2 separate regions of the Gasterosteus aculeatus genome follow, and region 2 is linked to region 1. The links are chromatin contacts, called in public Hi-C maps. All regions are on one chromosome and are shown on one strand. The core of a region is the stretch at or near the end of the contact, and the rest is flanking DNA. Distances in the headings are between cores, read along the strand shown.

Region 1 (7,147 bases), core at 2,726-5,225:
GACCATGAGGTCGCCAGTTTTATGCTGCCGTCAGAGAGGCTACACATTTCATGAACGAGAAAGAGTTTTTGGGCCACGTTTGAGCTTAAGACACGTTTCATTGTGCAACTCTGCGCTGCGATCATGATGATAAACATATTAGATCTTCTTTTCGTTTCACTGAAGCGTGATGGTTATGTGACAGACAGATAAGCAGATTAAAGTACGCCCATGAATCAAAAGAAAAAATATTGTTGTTGTTTGTGTAGCTGTTATTGTGGCTGCCTTTGAAGACCTATAAGTTATCAAAATGTACCTTCTCTGGCCCGATTAAGCTTCAGTGAAACTGAAGGGAAAGATGAACAGCAGATTGCTTTTTACAATCATCTCTACCATGGATATACACGAAGGGTTTCAGAACAGAACAATAGAAACGGTGTATTCTTAAACCCTCCATGCCGTTGTTGTCAAATTCAAACTTTCAAGTCTGACCGGGGGGTAAGGGGGTGATGCTGTTTTGGAAAAAAAATGCTTCTTCTTCATGCTATAATTGTGACCAGTGGAGGGTGAGGAAGATGAGAGGCCGGCTGACTGGCAGGAGGAGCTGGACTTGGGAGCGGGAGGCGTGGGAGGAAGGGGGAGAGCTGCCATGCGTGACTGCGATCCTGGTTGACAGTTGGTCCGCTCTGTTTCACATATCTCCTTACTGCCTGCTTGGTGGTCTTTCAGGGGGAAAACAGGTCTCCGCGCAGATTGCATCAGAAAATATTTCTCGCTCTGCCCGCTCTTTCTCTCCCTGCGTGTCATATGATGGCCCCCCCAAGCATGGTTACCCCTCGCTGCCCTGCTCTTTGCCCATGTGATTGGGACTAGAGCCTGGTATCTCTACTCAAAACACATAATGTCCGCTGCTGAGAAGAAGGAGAGCGAATACATTGTCATGAAAACAGTAGCTCTCTATCTTTACATTTCCACAAGACTACTTCCATGTCCGTATGGTAGATATGAAGATTGGAAACAGGGGCAACAGCTAGCTTGTCTAGGAGAGACTTTGTTTGCGTCTCCGCTGGTTGCCTGGCAACCTCTCTGAAAAAACAGCCCATAATTGCTTTTAACACTTTTATTTTTTGTTTGGTTTAAAGAAACAAGATAAAAATGTCTTAATTGATGATCTTCGAGGCGGAGTCAGTGGATTGTGTTTTCCTTTGGACACAGCCAGGCTAGCTGTTTTCCAGTCCTCGTGCTAAGCTAAGCTAAGCTAAGTTTCAGATTCATCACACCGACACAGAAACGTGAAGCGCCACGTTACCCCAAACTCCATTTCTTGAAGACCACACAACACACAACGACAGGTCTTCAGTCAAACAACATACAGATCTATTTCTATCGCCACTTCTGGCAATGAGTCTTGTGCCAGGTATGGATTTACCAGCCTGTCAGCATTCCTCATAACCACTGATTTTAGGCCTTCGGGGCACCTGCAAGTCTTTTTCTTTGATTGTGTTCCAGTACAGCGCTTTCTGCAGCCCACACTGTGTGCAGGCCCAGGCTGCGCTGTGCTCGGGGCGGCTATCAGCGCGCTGCCCTATAGCTCTGTTACTTTAGGGGCGGCGAGCCTGCGTGGCCTGGCCTGTTTTTTTTCGCCGCTGACCATGACGTCTCTGTTCCCCGCAGATCGGCCTTTGAGCAGGACGTGGAGCATGGTAACACAGATGGCCTGGGAGACTGCCAAAGTAAGCAGGCCCTCTTCACTCGTATCTTTCCTCCTCCATTCTACACCATTCCTCTCCTCCCTGCTAACCGAGTGTCCCTCTTTCCTTTCCTTCTTTGCTGCTGTCACCTTGTTCTCCCCCGTCTGTTCCGCCCTCACAATCCTCTCTTTCAGCCTCTTCCATCCATCTGTCCCTTTTCAGCTCTCGTCCTCTTCTGTCCCCCCCCGCCGTCTCTCTGGTCTCCCGGTCAACGGAGTGTTGTGTCCACTTGGGCAAGACTGTATCGCCTGTTTAAGATTGGCTACAAAATACACAACACAAGCGCTCGGGGCAACGGGGTCTGACTTGTGAGTCTTGTGGTTTGAAACACAAGTCAGCCTCCGAAGTCTTGAAAAGCCGCTTTTACAATGTATATTGTAAAAGAGGCTTATGGTATATTGGATTTCATGTCTAGAATAGCTGTTTGGATTTGTTGAATGTGATACTCTCTTGGATTTATACTCAGCCAGTTTTCAGGAGAAACTTCTGAACATTTTGACGAATCATCTTCATCTCAATCTGTTTACTCGAATTCACCAGCGTGTTCAGTGAAGGGAAGCCGTGAAGTTGAACCTTCATTAACTGTATAGGCAACACATCAACTCTGATTTAAAGTTAGGAGAGTATCGAGCAGCCAGTCGATTCTGAATCACTTTAGAAGTCATGCCTTTTGATCATGTTAAAGCATGAGCTCCCTTTACTGCCGCCAATAATAACACGTTTCCCCTCGTTTCCTTTCTGCTTCTTCCAGACACCTTTGTGGCGCTGAACGGTAAGTATCCCACATTTTACTGTAGAGGCAATTAAATAAAAGACAGGAGCTGCGTTTCATGTCCCCTGACTCTTTAGCTCTGGCCACACCCCTTCATCTAATCAATCAATCATCCCCTCTCAACGAAATGAAAACTCCTCCCACACACCTAAAGGCAGGTTATTAATGACTCATGCTTTTAACGGAATTCATTTCGTTCCTTCTTTTTCATAGAGGTTCCTTCCGGTGACGAAGGTAATGAAACGATGCACGGTCTGTGCAATTTACTTCTCGTGGTGCCCCCCCCCCCCCTCCGCCATTCCCCTTTTGTAGTTTAGAATAAAGGACGTAGAATTAGAAATCCAAGAATCCTTTCTATTCACATTGTGATTCTAGTGCACCTCGTCTCCCTCCTTAATTGTTCCAACTACTCTTTACCCCCCTGTGCAACATCATCGATTAGCTCTGACCTTTGCTTCTAATTGGATGGATCTGGTTGTTGGTGCTTTAAGGCTTTGATGGTGCACAAATGCCTCAGTGTGCACATTAAGCAGGACATGTGTGAACAGAGGGAGAGGTAGATTAGACTGGCCTGTTTAGAGTCGGGCGAGATTTGATGCGTTTCTGCCAACTGCCACCGTGCATGTGTAGTTGGCATCCACTCTATGCTTTAAAAAAAAAAAAGAAGAAAAAAAAGGCTAATGCAAAAATGAGCAGAGACCCATTTTTCTGCTCCCGCAAATTGCTCTCATAATCGCACACAGCAATATCACAATCAGAGCGATGACGCTTATAGCTCGAGTCGATTTGAAGAATAATAAACAGACGTGATTAGCCTGCAGCGGAAAAGGTCGGTCTTATCCGGAGGAGCCACACATCCACCTTACTTTATGGTTTTCAGTAAATCTCTCTCTCTCTCTCACACACACACACACACAAACCCTTGCAGCTGTCAGTTCAAACAGTCAGATCCATACAGAAGGACAAGAATAGATATTTTAAAGTCGTTCCATAGCCCAGACCATCTCTCGCTCTCTCTCTCTCTGTACCCCCCACTGTGCACCTCCTTCCTTTTGGAAACCCATGTTAAAAAACAGGCCTCTGTGTTGGTCTGCACCCCTACAGTGCTGAACACGCTCCCATAGGCTTGGCTGTGTGTGTGTGTTTCCAGGCAATCTCTCTCACACACACACACACACACACACACACACACACACACACCAAGCAGTTTACAACCCCCCAAACAAAGTCTTTGCCATTACCCGAGCCCCTCCGTCTATCTGTTGGAGGTTGATATGGATTTCAAGATAAATACATGCCCCCTCTCCATCCTCTTCTCCTCCACTCCCCGACTAGACGCCCTCGCCGCTCTTTTAATCTGCAGAAAGAGAAGGATGTGCATCCGTCGGCAGGATTCTTTTATTTTTTTACCCTCCCTGATACGCGGAGGAGCTTTAAGGCTCCGAGCTCTCACTCTATGTGTGTCATCTGCCTGAATAGCACTTCCCCTGGCGGTGGGGGAATGAATTATAAAATAGGCCTGTCACACTAATCTCTCAGCCTTGGGCCAATAGTTAAATAAATCATTTTAATGATTGCCGTGGCACACGGAGGAAGAGGCTCCGGGTGGTGTTGTGCGTAGTCTACCAGCAGCATTACCGACGTTAGCCCCCATGAAATGCTCCCCACCCTCTTCAAAGAGCATAAACACATATTGAAAAGGCGCTCGCACATCTGCACACACACGCGTTGCTGTCACCTCCTCCATAGGGAGAGCTCCACAGAGGCTGCTGATAAAAGTGTTGTCAGTCTTCATCTAGGGTGGGATGCTTTCTTTTACCTTATGTTTAATACAATATGTAGCTTGTGCAAACCTGTGTAGGGTGGCATTAGCATGTGGGAGGGTAACGTGATTAGCATGGTTCAGAAATAATCAGTCAGACAAAGCGTGGAGGACGGGTGGAGGCAGGAAAGCACACATTGTGAGGTAGAGGAGGAGGAGGAGGAAGGTATGATCCGTCACCCACAGATAAAAGAGCAATTGTCACCCTCAGAGGTTAGAGCACGTCGAGAAACGTCCTGCATGCGTGATGTTCTCGTTACAGTCTCATTATCTGGCTGCGTTGTGATTCCCTCTTCCGCTGTTGGCCAGCAGTGGGTTCAGTCACTAAGGAATGTAGTTACTGGGAGGATCCCAATCAGAGGAAATTCACTAACTGTAAACAACTCATTTCTCCCGTGATTGATCTAGACTTGGTGCAGAAAGGCCGCGCTAAATACAGATTACCAGGCGTGCAGATGCAAAACTTTTGGGCGGATATTTGGTTTAAATAGAAAGAAAATTGGGTGTAAGTGGGGAAGCGTGGGGAGAATACAGACGAGGAAAACTAGGACATAATAAAAGGAGGAACGAGAGAGACATTTTACAATTTATTCTTGATGCAGATAAATCTGCCAATTATTTTTTCAATTAATGATTTAGTTCATTGGCACTTATTATTAAGAGTGCAAGGTTGTAGTCCAAAACAAAATGGTATTTAGTTGCCACATGAGAAGAGGTGGAGCGGCAGATCTCAGATCAGAGAGTAACCAATTGTAACAGACGTCATGCTAGATTAAATAAGTTTGAAATAATTAGGATGCAACGCTTAACAAGAGGAGGAGCAAGCGCTCCGCAGCTGAAGAAAAAGTTAAAGGCAGACTTCTCAACAGGAGCGATGGAAAGAAACTTTGTCTCTCGTCCTTCATATCAAAGATTGGCCCCCTATGGTGATTGTGGAGCAACGCGATTGTACTCTCCGCTCTGCTCTGACAGGCCCAAAGCCGCTCCGACGCGTCAGTCAGAACAGGAGGGAAGAGAGCGAGAAGGGCAGAGAGTGACAGGAGAAAGGGAAAGAACGTCTCTGCTGAGAAACACACACACACACACATTTGCTAATGAGTTTCCCCGAGGTCACCGGGATGAAACACTTTGTTGCATCGCACAGTCGAGCAGATGTTGCGTGCGCCTGTGTATGTGTGTGTGTGTGTGCGCTTAGAAGGAGGAAGAAACGCCTGCGTGTGTGTGAGTGCGTGTCGGCACCCCAGCTGGCCGGTGCTCACATGCACTGAGGCCTGCCTCGAGCGCCGGATAACCTGTGTTGTGTCCGGCAGGCCACCATCACCGCCACCATCACCGCACCCTCTCCCTCCCCACCTCGGCCCTGCCCGAGGCGGCCGAGGGCCCCCTGGGGCGGGGCCGCATGGTGGAGCGGAAGGACCCCCCAATGAGCTCAGACAAAGGGGAGGACCCCTACGTAGCCGTGCCCTCTCAGACCCAGCCCGAAGCCAATGGTAAGCCTTGGAACACAACAGCGAGCAGTCAATCTGGTCCATTGTCACCTGTGGCAAGGAAGGGGGGGGTTGGTGGGGAGAGGGGAGGGGTGGGGGGGTTGCGTAATTGAGATATACGGCTGCCTGGCTGCTTCCAGCTGACAAGGTTTAGAAATGGTGGATCGCGTTCTCCCCAGGGTACAAATTGCCTCACTGTGCACGTAAGCCCCCCCCCCGAAAGAAACGTATGCAAACCCACCTACGTGGCCCATTCAGACGCATACATAATATGCACCCATTACGACACATGCACGCGGACAAACAGGCGCACTCAGCAGGATGGATTTATTATCAAGGCGCCGTAATGCCCCACAGGAGACGTAATATCCACACCATTACGCTCTCAATAGGACAAAAACAGAGATGTATTCATTTCCCCGAGAAGACGGCCCGGCCGCCGGCTCTGTCATGCTCCGCGACACAATGACATGACATTGAACGCCCTTTTCCTCCTCCGTTAACAACCTGCCCGGTGCCGCACCGCCGCAAGGACGGCTCGCCGGGATAAATGAGACAGAGGGAAAAGGAGAGGAAGCAAGGAGACGACACATGTTGAAGGGCGGAGGAGAAAAAGGAATAAAAAGGTCACTGTAGCATGTTTCGTCCCTTAATAGAACGTCCCTGCCACAAGACACAAAACCCGTTATTAGAGGCAGCTCCAGCGTTGCCTTGAGGAGATATTTCTTAATTGTTATTAATTGTCATTTGTTCACAGTCGCGGCTTTCTATTGACCGTCTATAAAGAAAGACATTGAAAGAAAAACCAGAGCAGAGATGTCCGTAAAATGTGTCTTTTCATGGTCAAAACTAGCCTCCGTCTGCGCGTTCTCTGCCTTTATTAACATTACATAGAATTCACACACTTGTGCGACGCACGGATGCTGTTGCAAGGGTTCGTTTTAGCAATCGGTCAGGTCATGTGACGCAGAGACGTAGTGTATCAAGCGACCGTTACAGAGGGTTGTGTGCAGTGTTGGGCAAGTTACTGAAAATGAGTATTTAGTTACTTCTTTTAAAGGTAATTGAATTACTTACCAGTTACTGTGTATCAAAAAGTAATTAGTTACTCTGGAAAGCTTTTTAAATGTAATGAATATAAATAGTACTGACACTGTCAAACACAATAAACATATTTTTTAGACCTATAAATGGTAATCAACAGGGCAACAGCCCTTCAAATCAAGCAATAGTACAAAAGTGCTTTTTAATACTTAACTTAATACAAAATAACTGTTTCAGGCATTTGCCTGAAGGCAACTGACTCGACAGTTGACAGGATGCATCTCATCTTCAA
Region 2 (7,147 bases), core at 2,964-5,463, 91 kb before region 1:
TCTGCTGTCTCCCTGTAGCTCAACTCCGAACAAAGCACAATAAGAAACAGACATTAATGCAGATCTGTCCCAGATATAAATTACAAAAACATCACAGCAACCCACTTTGGGGTCATTAAATGGGTGGTGAGTGTCATTTCATGAGCGAATGTGCCTGCTGTGCCACTACTTGGTCCTTCGATGGGATGACAGCAAGCAAAAGTTCATTGAAACCAACGTTGATGGTGCCAATACCGCTCTTCCCTGAAGGCAAGAGCTGTGAACACTAAATAAATAAAGAGCTAGACAATTATGTGCCCGCCAATAAAGGATTCATCATCATCAGTCTGAATCCAAATTGAAGAACAGTCTTTTTAGCAACGTTTGGGCGGGATTCACGAGATAGATAAGATTCTGCGGACACTGCACTGACCACCACGCATTCAACTCTGACTGTGTAGTCATTCAGGAGAACGGTCCGGTCAATGGGGAAAACACTGAAAGATGAACACACATAACATATGAATTCCTTTGTATTATTCGTATGTCCTTCATTGTTTGTATATGACAGCAACACTTTCTGTAGCAAATTCTTTATCCACTAATGATCTACAATATTGACCTCCAATCAAAAACACAAAAATGTAATCACGAACCAAAAATCCCCATCGCTTTTTCATTTGAATATACCTTCCCACTGATAAGCCATGAATAAATCTACTAAAACAGTCATTTAAACTGCAAAGCGCATGTTATTCCAGGAACACGTCCATTACCTTTCCACCCTGCAGCGAGCAGTCGACACAGCAGACCTGGATGTTGCCATGTTTGGCCCCGGGGATGATCTGCAGTCGCTCAAAGTCGCTGCCCAAAATCACCACGTCACAACCTGACGCATAGGCCTGCCGAGAGAGAGCGGGGGGATTGAAGAGAACACTCATGAGGGGGAGGAGGAGGAGGAGGAGGAGGGAGGGTCATGTGAACTTCACTTGTCCTGGAGCCAGTGTCACCGCATCAAACCACAAACATATGACAGCTCTGGGACACGAGCAGATAAGATTAGAATTCAATGCCTTTTCAGTCGCTCTCGGAGGGAGATCTCCACATGAGCCGTGAGTCACCGTGAATCTGTCGCAGGAGGACGGGCGGACGTAAATAGTTCTATTGATTTACTCTCTGAATAGAATTGCGGTCGTGTCACACAAGAGTTGCCGTTGACTCCACAAAGGGCAAAAGCTGTGGTCAGGTGTGGCTTTGTTTTTCCAGACACACAGTCCTAAGACCTTCAGGACGTCCTGCAGTAGAGGGCAATGCTTTTGCACTTTTGAGCGTGATCTTAAAAAATGATTTGGCATCTAACGGTTTCCTAATTCGTCCCTACAACCCCCCTGACGGCAGGTTATCTGTTATCTTGGATTTCTACAAACAATAATGGGTCTGTATTTCATTCTTCAAAAACTGGCATCGAATTTGTGTTGTCAAATTTCCGTCTCATAGTGTGCGTACGTACGGACCAGAGTTTCCGTACAAGTGTGCCGCTTTTTTTTTAATGGCTCCAAACTTTTGCGTGGGAAGAGGGTTTAGACTGTGCAACACTTAAAAATGAGGCCACCAGCCTGCAGCCCTGGTCGGTTTAGTACCTTCCCTCCTTTGTGTTAATACTTCGAACTGGGAGATGTTGACAAAACTAATTACACGTTTCCCTCCGGCAGGGCTTTACAATGGACGTGTGCTACCTCACCTGGGAAAAAAAAAAAAAAAAAAAAAAGAGTAGAACTTGTATTTCACAAAGTTTACTAGGAGTGGCTACTGTAAATGTTGTCTACTTCTTAGAAAAATTGTATTGTTTGTATGATCACCAGGCAGGATGGGGAATTGACATTTCCATCCAGAAAAATCTTTTCAAATGAGCCAATTGTTAATTTGATCACTCATCTGTAATGCTGCTTTTAACAAAGAACAACAAAAAAACACCTATTGCATGACAAATTATTGACTATAAAAAATAAAACAATGTTAATCTATTTAGTCTCATTGTGAATTAGGAAATAAGTCCCCTTGCTAACAGAAAGCCTGATACATCTTACCGTGAATGGCACATTGTTGACGCTCCCCACAGAAAAACAATTGTCTCCAGGGTTGACGGCTCCTGTGAGGACCTGATGGAGATTCATGGCTCTTATTTCCGGTCTCCTTGTGTTCCTTCTGCGGTCGCCCTTCTCAAAACACCCTTCCACTCCAGGTGAGATTCATGGGAAACCATGGGAAGGACGTGTTCATCTTTGTCCTTATCCTGGGAACTCACTTCAGTGTCTTTGCAGGCTTGCTGTACTGAAGAGAGAAACAACGAGACGGAAGACATAAAACAGAGAATATATTGTTTCAGTACACATCAAGCCTAGAGCATATTACTAACATGGATATTGATTCAACACTCAGCATGTGGGAGAAGGAAATAAATGGTCTGCAAATTGTTTTCATTGAATTATAGTTTTCATACAGAGCATCAAGAGTTTTTCTGCACCGGTCAAAAACAGCATGAAATGGGTCTCACAATGGGACCATTGTATGAAAACATGCTGGCAGTATGGGAAACCAACTAGCTGCAAATAAGCATCAAACCTATTCGGCACACAGACAGTGGAAATTGGCGTCATGGGTCACTTGATCAAGGTTAAAGACTGAATTACCCTAAAACTCGTACTACTTGTGTGAGCTGATCATCTTTCACTGCCGCTCTAATGTAGTGAGTTTCTTGATTGTCAAACTAATTAGTATCTATTAGGAATTGGAGTGACCACCAGGTTGAATACAGCCAGATAAATAGCAGGGAGGCCTTTCAGGAAGCGTAAAAAAATAATAAAAAAAATCAGCAAGCTTGATTAGTCTGATGACAGCACACGTCCAGTGTTGTATAATCCTTGAAAAGGCAAGAATGTCTAGCAGCTTCTGTTCACTGCCCACGTAGAAAATTGTGTCATGTGTATATGAGAGAAGCAATCGTATGACTGCCATAGCTAAATTAGATTACAATGAGAGGTTTTGATTGGCCTTTTGACAGACCCCCATCTGTCCAATAGACACTAAAAGGCCTTTATAAAAAAAGAGTGCAGAGCAGGTGCCAGAAGTGATTCAGCGCCAAGCAGCAGTCTCACTTACACCTTTATTCCACTTCAGCTCACCTTTGCTTTACCACTTGTTTTACAATGCTCGTGCAATGCAAAGGATTTCTCAATACTGATGGTTATAGGTCAACATCCCGACTTAAGTAGCTGTATCGTGACAATGGGACGTCTGGTATTAGGAAACATATATAAAATAAAAAAACAAACACATTACGTCTCCTAAAGCCATATTGCTGACTCGGTTAACGTTAGCGAACGTTACATATTTCTGTTCCGGGGAAAGGCACATGACTTAATAATATAATAATTATTATTATTGCAACCGTCAAATCGCCGTGTAATGTCTTTTAAGCGGACGACGGGTGTCAAAATGTTTTCGTGCACAAACACACGGTTCAGTGGTTTGGAGGCGACGCGCGTCATGTCGTCCGTGCGGTGGCGACTCACGTGATAAACGTTTCCCCACCAAACAGCCCAACTGAGACCGCGTCTGGGTCACACCGTGGGCCCGGTACGGATGAGACACACAGGTGGTCGAGTGTCCCGATGACTTCAAGCAAACACCTGACACGTTAGCCAGCGGCCAACTACCTGTGTTCAAGTCGTCGAATGCTGTGGCTAACTTGGCTGTCAAGTTTGGCTAACGTCAAACTGCAGCTTCACCAGTAACACAAACACCGCGACACAACCTGACGTTAAACGCGGTGGCGCGCTACTTACCCCGCGTATCTACTTGATAATGTCCCTCAAAGCCCGTGTCTTCGATGCACGTAGGTTACCTCTCCGCCGTTAAACGTCACGTCCCCTCGGCTAGCTGGCGTTAGCGCGCGCTAGCATGCGAGGCTGTCTTCTATCGAGCTGCGGAGCGAGACAGCTAGCTAAACATTCGGTCACGTGTGCACGCCTGACAATCTGTGCTGGCTGAGACCAGCGGCTTTATGAATACTTCTGCGAGCGCTGACCGCGGGAAGGGGGCAGCGTCTGCCCGAGGTTAGCAAGTAAAACGCTTCCAAGAGGGAAGCTTTTTCCCATGTTGAAGATGTGTCATGATTATGACCGTTCGCTGCAGTGCATTGTGGTCCTTGTAGTTGCCCTGTGACATCAGCGCAGGGCCTGCAGGCTCGCAGCGGACACCTCACGTGTGGCTGTTTGTTTGTTTTTTACAGTTGTTTTCTGTAGACGAGTATTACATAACTGCAATGTGATCATATGGTGAAATATAAGTCATATTTTCCTATTTAACAGTGCCCCTAAAGGGGTTAAAGTAGCTTTTACTAACTTGAATGGATTTGCAACCACCATTTAACCCATGCAGCATCGAGATGAGTAAGCAGCACATGATAACTATGTAAACGCAGATCGGTCGGGATGCTGCTATATAGGCAATGGTTGTACTTGGTGTAACAATGGTTGTACTTGGTGTAACAGTGTACTGTAACAGTGTACTGTTACACTTAACCCCAACATGGCTTTGACTATGATGTGTGAATGGTGAGAATGATAGTCACCGATGGGTTACAGGTGCCACTGTGTATGGTAGCTAGCTTCCATCATTGTATGAATGACATGTAGTGTCAAAGCCCTTTGAACGGGGAGAAGTGTGTTTGTTTACCATTAACATTAATGTCCTGGTGAAATAACACACCCTGTATTAGTATTTCACTGTGAAGTAAAAATAACCCTCTCATGTGTGAATTCAGTGTGTGACAGTTTAAATGTGTTCTAAAGCTTGTCGAACCAAGTTTGTTTGTCATCCTAGACAGGTAATATCTATCGGCAACACTCTCTTTACTTATTTAGGGGCAAGACATTTTGGGCAACTGCTCATCTGCCATTTGCTGAGATTTTCAACCTGTTACTTTTCTAGTGTTGTAAAATGATATTTCCACAATGCTTGGTAGTCCAATGTAAATTCAATCTAAATCAGATTTGCATTGAGCCCATTAGCAACCACAGGATGTCACTGTTGCTCAATACTCTGGTCTCTAGTTTACTTTGACCACTATGGTAGAACTGGACTATATTCCGGTCTTATGATCAGATGTTATTTTTTGCTCTTGTTTTTTAAGTACATCTTTCTTACCCCTTTCCCTCATTCAGATCAATGGAGGCCTGTCGTTACGATGACTGAACGCTGACTTTACACAGCGTAAGATATTATCCCGGCTACATGACATTTAGCCTCCAGCTAACTTCTTAATTTCTACTTGTAAATATTTCTGCACATTCGACCCAATCTCCACGGGTAAAACACTGTTGAATGGGAAATTAATGAGGACGGGAGGGTGGAAGGCTTCTTACTCGATTAACGCGCTAGGAGATAAGTGGGAACGACAGTCACTATGAATAATTCAAATGGGTGACGTGGCAGTGACATTAAGGAAGGTTGGCGACATTCATCGTCCTGGGAGTTGGATGGTGATGATGAGGAAACTGTTGACTTCCCATTCAGGAAGTAGGTCACTGACTTATTAAATATGCATCTTTATTAGTGTGATAAATAGTGATTTATAGTTTTAATAAACACATATACGTGTGCAGGTTAAATGTATGTGCAAAAAAATGACATTATATTCTTGCACGCATGCATGCTTGTGCACACATGTACAAACACACACACACACACACATGGGTTTGTCTTTGAAAAAATCCACAGCGAAAATACGAATTCTTCCACAGACAAACTCTCGTCCACGGTGTATAAAGGATAGTGCTCTTCAGTGTGATATTGAGTTTTTTGAGTTTGTGTATGAGCGCCTTTGCCAGCAATAGTTTCTTTGTAGTGAAGATGCCTAAAAAGAAAGAAGAAGAAAAAATCTCTCCCGTCTGAAATTGGAAATAACTATAATGGAGTTTAGTGAATGTTAAAGCTCCCTGTGCCAGAGAACAGATGCTGATACTCAATTCAAGGCTTAAACCATTTTGTTTTATAGAGCACTATGTTAAAGTGAGCATACACATACATGCATATAGCTATTATTACAGTTGCATAAGGGCAGAGCGCTAAAACCAGTCCAAACATATTGCAATTTGAATGTGTCAGCATCGCTAAAGACCTACATCGACCGTTTCAAGATCGCTGACGCGCTTCCTCTTCCTCTTCACCTCCAATGTCTTTTGTCTCTAATATACAACACATATCTTCTAAAAAGGTATAATTGGTAAAACGATCCACCATGTTTATGAGTTTCTCGATTTTTTGTGGGACAATTTGTTTATATATTACGATCTCATCATAGGAATACAATAATATGAAAACAACAAAAAACAGATATTCTCAAGCATGACACTATTGCGTAACATCACAAGAGGGCAGTGTTGAAACACAAACAAATTGTGCTGAGGAGCTGAGGCCGTCCTACCTGTGAAGTCGCTGCAATTTAACCCTCATGACCAAACGCACACTCGGCCGCCGAGCACTCCCATCTCTGCATGTGAAACGAGCACATGGCAAAGCCAGAACACAGGCTGGCAGGAAGAACCTCAAACCACTGGCCCGCTCACTTTCAACAGTCATGTAAAAGGCATTTTCAAATTACCCCGACACAAATCCTGATCTAGAAGAATTGGGGTTTCGCTCCAGAAAACACAGACTGAGCCCCAGCTGCTTCGGAGGCTGGATTCTGTCCTTCCTGATGCATAATCCATGAGTTTTTATTTTCCCCTTGAAATGTGAGTGGCCTCTTTGAAGTGTTTTGTGGTATTATAATGCCGCGGTTTTGACGAGTAATAATGTTGATGTCTTGTATGAGCTGTAATTACTGGATCTGGAGGTACGAAGGCAATGCCAGAATGGGCTTGAAGTCTCAGTGTGGTCGTGCTTTGATGTTTTCCCACTGGGGTTGGGGGGGTTCAGGGGAGGGGGGACTTTTTCCACATTGGGGGGGAAAATACCCACAAGTTGCTGAACTTTGACAGACAGACAGGAACACAGGCAAGCCAGCAATGATGATGCTTGAACGCAAATGAATTCAACTAACCATTTAATGATCAGCTTTGGTAATCACGTAAACGATCAATGCTCTCATGTCGGTATAATTACA

Evidence for each region. Hi-C and Micro-C count contacts between places; a contact is called where the count stands out from the background.
Region 2: a contact with region 1 is called in a Hi-C map of skeletal muscle, with 2.8 times the contacts expected there. The contact joins the promoter of dmxl1 here to the enhancer-like site in region 1. A contact is called at or near these places in 3 of 6 Hi-C or Micro-C datasets (liver, skeletal muscle and tail fin).

Annotation. Positions count from the first base shown.
Region 1 is chr13:6,436,404-6,443,550 of fGasAcu3.hap1.1, reverse strand. It overlaps sema6a (sema domain, transmembrane domain (TM), and cytoplasmic domain, (semaphorin) 6A), which reads left to right. Exons shown (of 18, transcript XM_040195443.2): 16 at 1,654-1,712; 17 at 2,482-2,502. Among protein-coding and RNA genes, the nearest start is that of sema6a, 78 kb to the left of the region's middle. Within about 2 kb of position 3,975, at least 4 of the 9 cell types and tissues checked have open chromatin away from gene starts, as enhancers often do.
Region 2 is chr13:6,527,736-6,534,882 of fGasAcu3.hap1.1, reverse strand. dmxl1 (Dmx like 1) reads right to left here and starts at 4,213. Exons shown (of 51, transcript XM_040195678.2): 1 at 3,825-4,213; 2 at 2,067-2,310; 3 at 756-881. The coding sequence starts at 2,153.